Linked DNA regions of Mus musculus: region 1 is linked to region 2. Evidence: chromatin contacts called from public promoter capture Hi-C data. All regions are on one chromosome and are shown on one strand. Each heading gives the region's core, a stretch centred on a gene start, on an enhancer-like site or on the middle of the called end of the contact. The rest is flanking DNA. Distances are from core to core; before and after follow the strand shown.

Region 1 (4,263 bases), core at 1,108-3,607, 2.7 Mb after region 2:
TTTCTTTTGAAGTAACTGCTCCCATTATTAAGTCTGAAATAGCATCATTCATAATAGAGTGTACCCAACACACTACTCACACCTTTATATTTTGTATCAACTTCCCAACCGTGCTATGCTAGGTGTCTTCTAGAAAGACAGACATTTATTGAAATGTTTCCCCACTTGTATCTAGCACTAGCATATACATCACAGAGTTACTTTAATATGTTCGTCTTTAGTTAAAGGCTATTCCTGGCTGTCAACTTGACTATATCTGGAATGAACTACAAACCAGAATTGGAAGGCTCATCTGTGATCCTGATCTTGAGGCTGGGAGATACAAGTTTCTGACGTGGATCTTGGCATGGAAAATCTTAAGGCATAGTGGCTGTGGAAAAACTTTGCCCCAGGCAAGGTAGTACAGGCCTTTAATCCCAGGAGACTGAGGCAAGGAAATCTGTGAGTTCAAGGTCAGCATGCGACAAAGCAAGTTGCAGATCCAGGTGTGGTGGTACACACCTTTAATCTGGGTCACACCTTCTGCTGGAGACCTACATAAGGACATTGGAAGAAGGAAAATTCTCTCTTCTTCCCCTGTGTGCCTTGTGGAACTGAGCAACTGATAGATTCTTGGACTTTCATTCACTGCTGCTGCTGACCATTGTTGGGGAGTTGGACTACAGACTATAAGTCATCAACAAATTCCCTTACTATATAGAGACTACCCATAAGTTCTGTGACTCTAGAGAACCCTGACTAATACAATGACAAAACAGAAAAATCAAAGTATAAGAAGACATTACTCAACCAGTGCACTAGCACCAACAGTGTTCCTGTTCTATGCAAAGGAGGATGAAGAGAAGGATGAAGAGGAAGAGGAAGAGGAGGAGGAGGAGGAGGAAATGATAAATATTAAGCTGTCAAGAGAAAATTTGGTTCCTAAATGTTCATGCAAAAAGAAATAAAAACACAAATTATAATTTTATTGGAAATGTTAGTAGATTAAATTTTTGCATGGAAAGAATCCTTTCACGAGTTTAGTAGTCCAACTAGCCTTTGTCCAATCAGAAAGCCTCATTCTTTCTTAATTTAAACGAAGTTCACCAAACAGTAAAACAACTGAAGTAAAAACTAGTTTGATCATTTATTTTCTTCATTGTCTCAGAATATAATAAGCATATATCCGATCTCAAAGTTTCCAAGTTTAAAGGATGTATTACTTAGACATCAAGAGTCTAGGGTGGGATGGGGGGTTAAGCTCACTATGTTCTTCCACTATGAAAAAGCATACCATAATTATGAAAAAGAAACTCTTTAAATTTGAGATAAAAACAGAATCAGTATCTTCCTGTCTAGCTCTGTCTCCCCAAACTATGAACCCAACAAAAACTAATCGTCTCTCTCTCTCTCTCTCTCTCTCTCTCTCTCTCTCTCTCTCTCTCTCTCTCTCTCCTGCCTAAAGATCTATAGATGTTTTGACCCTTAGGATTATATTTTTCCTGCTATGAATCAGCATAAAGTTATGGTGAATTTCAAATGTATCAAGAATCTGCTCCTGTTAGGGTTAAGATATCAGATGCCCTTCCTTAGGGGTCGTTAAGAGCCAGCACAATGGAAAATATTGACAAACGAACGGTTCAACACAGATATGCAGCAACCTCGAATACAAAACACAAAGTGTTAAGAATCAACATCCTCAGAAGTGGATGCTCACAGTCAGCTACTGGATGGATCACAGGGCCCCCAATGGAGGAGCTAGAGAAAGTAACCAAGGAGCTAAAGGGATCTGCAACCCTATAGGTGGAACAACAATATGAACTAACCAGTACCTCCCGGAGCTCTAGCTGCATATGTATCAGAAGATGGCCTAGTCGGCCATCAGTGGAAAGAGAGGCCCATTGGACACGCAAACTTTATCTGCCTCAGTACAGGGGAACGGCAGGGCCAAGAAGTGGGAGTGGGAGGGTGGGGGAGTGGGTGGGGGAGCGTGTGGGGGACTTTTGGGATAGCATTGGAAATGTAACTGAAATAAATACCTAAAAAAAAAAAAAAAAAAGAATCAACATCCTCAGAAGTCAGGGCTTCTGAACAACAGGAACTGAACAACTGGAGCAAACCGGACATCACTGCAGGAGCCCTGACACCAAGGTGTACTTTTATTCTGGAGTCGAAACTGCATTGGCAAGTGTGGCGTAGATGCTACAGGAACTTAGCGATGCTCATAGAACCGCCATAAAGAGCTAAAGCGCCCCACTTCAGTTACCATTGCAAGAAGACGCTCTTTGAACCCCGCCCCCTCCCAAAAAAAGGCAACGGAGGGGGGTGGGATAGGAGTAGGGTGACTGCGTCATCTTGCTGTCGCTCAATCACAGTGACAGAAAAGGCAACGGCTTCAGTAGGAGAAAGGATGTTCACTTCCGCTTCTGGCGGAACCTTTAGAGTCCGGTAAAAGAGGCCGAAGAGAAAACTCTCTTCTGTATCGAATAGCTGTAGCGGCATCTGGTATGATTTAACTTTGTGCGTGGCTGTTGGGCTTTACTCCTTCTACAAGGGTTTTAATTTGACCCTGCCCAAACTAAAGATGGCGGCGTAGGCGTGGAGCCGACCATAGAGTCTCCAGGCTAGAGAGGCCCAGGCGGGCCGCGGGCGGAAGAGTAGGGCCAGGCCAGTCGGCCTATGAAGGAAGTTCGTAATCCGGCCGGTGCTCGGTGCTTCCTGCGCCTGCGTGAAGATGGTAGAAGAGGGAGTCCGCGTGGTTCGCTGCGGCGGCAGCCGGCTGAACTTCAGGAGGGCCGTGTTCTCCGTGGATTCCAAGTATGCAGTAGGCTGCGGGTCAACAGGGCTCCGGGCACCGCGGGCCGGGGAGGGGAGTGCCCGGCGCGGCGCGGCCCACGGTCGGACTGCGAGGCTGGAGTCCGCGGCGCCGCGCAGCGCATGGACCGACCCGGAGCTCCCCGGAGCCGCCCGGCTTTGCTGCTGTGTCTGTGTGCCTTGCACCCAGGACTCCACCTGCGGGAAGGTTGGCGGTTACAGGGGCAGGTCAGGTGTCTACAAGGGACTAGGAGCCGCTCGGTTGGAAAATGGTCACTCTCTCCGTATGTGCACCGGTCTGACCATGCAGACTAATGTTCACGTGTGGAACGTTTTGGACTTCAAAATCATTAATGATTCAGCCTTTTTCCCGCAGAAAAACATCATAATTACCAGGCTCCTTTTTTCCTTTTTTTTTTTTTTGAGTTTTACATAAAAACAGATGTTAGATCTGTAGGAGAAAGTGTCTATATGCACACAACTTTTACAATAGTGGCTTTCAGTTCGCTGCTTGTCAGCTGGCATTGTTGCTGCCACGTTGTATCATCTAGAAGAGGTGTGTAGTAGGGCTAGTTTTTCAGAGCACTCTGAATGTAGAGATACTTAGGCTCAGTTGTTTGAATGCTTGATCCCCAAGAGGAGCAATTATTCCTGAAGGATTAGGAAGCAGACCCTCCTTGGAGGAGGTGTGCCAATGGGGCAGGCTTGAAAGGTTCAAAAGCCTAATCCATTATCAGCTCTCTGCACAGGGATGTCTCCTGTACTGCTCCAGCTCTCTCTCTCTTTCTCTCTCTCTCTCTCTCTCTCTCCCTCTCTCTCTCTCTCTCTCTCTCTCTCTCTCTCTCACACACACACACACACACACACACACACACCCATCATGGGCTCCACTGTGATGGTCATGGATTCTACCCTCTGCAACTGTGAACTGCAAATAGTAAATACCCCTATTTTAGAAAGGTATTTATAGTATTTGTGGAAGGTGTACTCTCCCGCAATACCCTGCCAGTATACTTACCAGTATACGGGGTTTTGTTGACATTGTTTTATGAATTAAAGGGATAAAATGGACATAGCGGAGTTGTCACAGTTCTGCCCCTTCAAATTCATCCTTATACTCATTTTTACCCTGCATTGAACATTGCCTCACCTTGTCTGTTAAATGAGGTGTTTGGTCCATATCATTTTCCAAGTCTGATAGGATTTTTTTTTAAAGCTTTGGTCAATGGTTTGATCTTTAACTAGCTGAGCTGACAAAATCAAAACAAGAAATTTGACTGTGTAGTGAGGAATAGAGAAGTCAGTGTAGATGTTTGAAAGCCTAGGTGCTTTTAAGACTTTGTTACGTCATAGTGAGAAAGATGAAAATTGCAGAGGGCTACTATCTGTTGTTATATGCTTTTCTATTGCCATTAGAAAATACTGGGACCAAAGGAACTTATAAAACAAAATGTTTAATTTGAGGTTCAC
Region 2 (4,075 bases), core at 1,272-3,771:
CTTGACTCCTTCACCATCTTGTAAGATGACATGTGGCTCAGTGCTAGTCAGTTCCCCCATGTCTCTGTTCACTAGAGTTGCCAAATCAGAATATTAATGAATAAAATCTTCTTTCTGTTTGAAGCGCCTATTGTGTTATACTGACAATGCTCTCAATAAGATGCCAGTGGCATCAGGTCCTCATGGCCTGAGGTAGGCATTTTCCACTCTGGTAGCTAGTTTTCAGTCTTTGGGTTCCTGGCTCCCAGGTTGGGAGTTTTGGTGTTATTATATGGTGTGGGTGAACTCTCTCGAAGCAGCCCTTCTACCTAGACATATTTGAAGTATGAGTCTAAAATTTCCCCAGAGCTCCACTCAGTAGAGGCTCTGTCCAGGAAGAAGTAGGCAGGCATTGTCAGCAAAGTCCCCTTTCCCTTGGGAGTAGGATGGATATTCATATATCCACTTTAGTTTATATCCATCTTTACATCCATAGAACTCATTACAGTTCTTTCACTCTCAGTCTTGGTTTTTGTGTGTGTCCATGTGTGTGTGTCCGTGTGTGTGTGTGTCCAAAACTACAGTTTTTTTTTCCTCCTCAGAGTCACCTAATGCATTTATTTTAGGTCAGGGTATGCTTTGAGTACTACATGGATAGAGGGAGTAAAAACAGACAGATCTTACCTGTCACAATTTTCTGCAGATGAAGAGTCTAAAGTGTCAGCTTGAGTGCTGAGTCCAAAAAGCCACAAAGACAAGTAGTGGAGCAAGTACTTGGGACCACATTTCCAGACATGAAACTGGCTGCTTCAGACACCACCTTCTTGCTACTTCTCTCCCTTGATGTCAATCAACAGGGTACAAATGTCCAGGTGGAAGCAACTGGAGAAGCATTTGACATATTTTAGGTGCAATCTTTACAACAGGGTGAGACAAGAATAATTTTATCTCAGAGATTAAAAAGCTCTAAGGGAGAGGAATCGGGCCCTCAGTGGTCCTGGGAATCATCCATACCTGGGCTACTTAAAAACTGACCCCCTTGCCCCTTCTTAGAGTTCTATGATCAGTAACTTTCTAATATCCCTCAGTGCTTCACAAGTACACATACCTCATGTATAATCCTTATTTCAATTATTCTTCAGCAGTTTCCTGAAGAAACTGGCGTGAGACCAGCTCAGCTTACCCAGTGAAAACTGGGTTTGGTTGTAAGTTCAAGTTTCCTGCAAAACAGCTACTCTAGCAACTAGTATAACCTTATAGTGAAGGAAATGGAGCCAATGATGCCATCCATGCCAGACTCATTATTATACGACAATATAAAGGTTAATTTGAATATATACTAGCACAATAATGTTACAAAGCTAAGGCATTTAATCCCATTTGAGAACATTTGGCCCAGCTTTAAGACTTGTCCTTTCAGGGAAGGTCACTTAGATCAGCTTTCCAAACACAAAAATAAAAGGACTGGATTGAATATTTTTAAGCACTAACATTAAAATTTCCTCCCAGCTCTGTAATTGTTTCTTCCCTGAAAGCATCACATAAACTGGAAAATTTTACAAGATGTCTCTCATTACTAATTTAACATCTCATTTATTTTTCAGCACTCTTTCAAGCATATTTTTGGTAGACTCCTAGTAGTTCATATTTTCATAAACAATGCAACAGTTTCCAATAAAACGATACATTATAGAGCATACAAACTATGCTCTCATAACAGGTATGAAGTACAACCTTTTAATGTGCAAAAACTTGAGGACTCTGTCTCCTATGAATGATGAAAGAGATTTCTCACACAAATACTAGAATATAGTTGAAGCCTACAATATTTTGTTAAAGTAAAAACCACGACTTCATTGTAATTATTAGTAAGCGCAAAGGCAGTTTGCTTGGTTCCTGTCACTGCCAGTCTGTGATCTCCAATTATCCGTCCTATTGCTCATTTTCCTCATACCAGAAACAAGCATTCTAGTAGCACATCAGGCTGATCTGGGGAGTAGTGTAACAGTCGCTGGACTGGCGCTACTACTTTCTCTTATTATTTCCCACACGTAAGCTGGTCGGTTTAAAGATCTTTCCAGGGAACAATACTTGATGCTTACCATGTCCGAGGAGAGGGGATTACAGAGTGTTATTTGGGCTTACTTTATGTAGAAGGGAGATTAGGCAATAAACGATTGAGACATTGTAAAAAGCGAAAAGAAGCATGGCTTCAGACATGACAATGCCATCTGGGGTCACAGCTGTCTGCCCTCTTGTTCCATTCTGTCTCTCCACGCAGTCGGGAGAATCCCTGAGGCCTCTGCCATGGGACGTCACAGGGGGCGGGACCAATGGCGGCCAGCTCGCGTTGCTTAGCCTCCGGTGCTTTCGGCGCAGCCCGGGCAGGACTCTGCTCCGCTCTCAGTCCCAGTTCGTCCTCTTGGCTGAGGTGCGTCAGCCGAGTCGGCCAGCCATAAACTCTACTCTCTGGGAAAAGCATCGCGTCTCGGGCGCGCTGAGTGACACCAGAGTCCCGCCCCCTCACGTCACTTCCGCGACGCTTCCGCCGCAGTGCCTTGTGGGAGGCCGGCCAGGGGGTCTCCTGGCGACAACCATGGCGGGGGATGTGGGCGGTCGCAGCTGTACGGACGCGGAGCTGCTGCTGCACCCTGAGCTGCTATCCCAGGAGTTCCTCCTCCTCACCCTGGAGCAGGTGGGGCGCTCGGGCCGACCGAGGACGGACGGGCAGCCGGGGACAGGCAGGCCTGCGGGAGGCTCGTGGCCGCTCCCCGCCCACACTGATCGGATGGGGCTTGCCTCCCTTGATCCCCAAAGGAAGCCTCCAGAGAGTGACTGGAACCCCCGGGAAATCCTCTAGAGCTCGGAAAGGGTGTGACAGACGACCTCCGCTGCCTGTGTGCAAGCAACGGCCTGCGGAAGAGATAGACTAGAAGAACAGACCGGGAGGGAAGAAGTCTGGGGCAATCAGGGCTGGATCCAAAACATCTGAAAATTAGTCTGTTAGGTAGCTTCTCGCCTCTCTTAGAGACAGACACTCGGGTCTCAGAGAGATGGACCTACTTCTTAAGATCATTATCAGGACACAGTAACCGTTTGGAGAACTTAAAGCACCTAGCTTTCCAGGTGGTGCATGCACCCCCCCCCGCCCCCCGCCGCCCCTGCGGTGTGACCTAAGATAATAGCAGATCATAAAAGAAAAGTGTGATGTTTTATTTAAAATGGCAGAACTGCTGAAAGTTTCTTTAGAGTTTTATGTGGCACGTTTTGTATTCCATGTGGTTTTGCCCCCCCAGTACCGTATCTTTCTCTAATTTCTTGAAGTTCTCAGTCACTATTTTAATAATGACTTTTAACCTGTGATTCTCAATCTTTTACTCACACCAGGATAATCAAAGGCTTACTAAAACATGTTATTGAGCCCCATCATCTGCTTCTCATTAAGTTCGTTCCAAATGTGCCCTGATACTGTATTTTAACGAGTTCTTGCTGATGACCCAAGGACAGCACTTGTAAGCACTGCTGCCAGAAGGCAGCCCCTTCAGTGCCATCCAAGCAGATGACATCCTCTGGGAATGTTGTCCAAGTGTATTCAGATACTCCCATCCCAGAGTAAATGCAAGTTGAAAGCCAGCAATATACTGTATGAAAGAGGAATAAGATGATTCAACAACTTAAAAATGAAATCAAACTAAACAGCTGGCATTGTTTTTGTTTTTTTTCCATTTTTGCAAAGCATACGTTTCCCCAATTTTTCCTGTGTGTTTTTGCAATATTGTGCTCCAAGATGTTGAGACAGAACTGGGATATGAGAGAGAATAAGTTATTTAAGTTATTTAGGCATATAAATATATATATAAATATGCCTAAATGGTTGGACTGTGAATTGAATGGTGAAAATGCGGTGGGGCAGACTGCTAATGGTCTATTGTTACTGTCATCAGAATGGAGAGTTAAGTTTTCTTCTGCAGTAGTGCTGTGTGTGTGTGTGTGTGTGTGTGTGTGTGTGTGTGTGTGTGTGTGTGTTTTGGAGGTGGGGGGGGGGTCTCCATAATAAAGCCAGTACTTGGTGTACTTAAGGCACTGGGTTCAGACA

The links. Capture Hi-C pulls out chosen DNA fragments and counts their contacts.
Region 1: a contact with region 2 is called in a promoter capture Hi-C map of adipose tissue, with 2.9 times the contacts expected there. The contact joins the promoter of Wdr75 here to the promoter of AI597479 in region 2. A contact is called at or near these places in 2 of 39 promoter capture datasets (liver and pre-B cells), 1 of 484 Hi-C or Micro-C datasets (CD4 T cells), 3 of 115 datasets of contacts at active chromatin or transcription factors (astrocytes, large pre-B cells and thymic regulatory T cells) and 2 of 9 other capture datasets (adipose tissue and liver).

The regions. Positions count from the first base shown.
Region 1 is chr1:45,792,809-45,797,071 of GRCm38.p6, forward strand. It overlaps Wdr75 (WD repeat domain 75), which reads left to right and starts at 2,358. Exons shown (of 21, transcript NM_028599.3): 1 at 2,358-2,796. The coding sequence starts at 2,714.
Region 2 is chr1:43,096,189-43,100,263 of GRCm38.p6, forward strand. It overlaps AI597479 (expressed sequence AI597479), which reads left to right and starts at 2,522. Exons shown (of 4, transcript NM_133818.1): 1 at 2,522-2,674. The coding sequence starts at 2,576. It also overlaps a transcript of Tgfbrap1 not described here.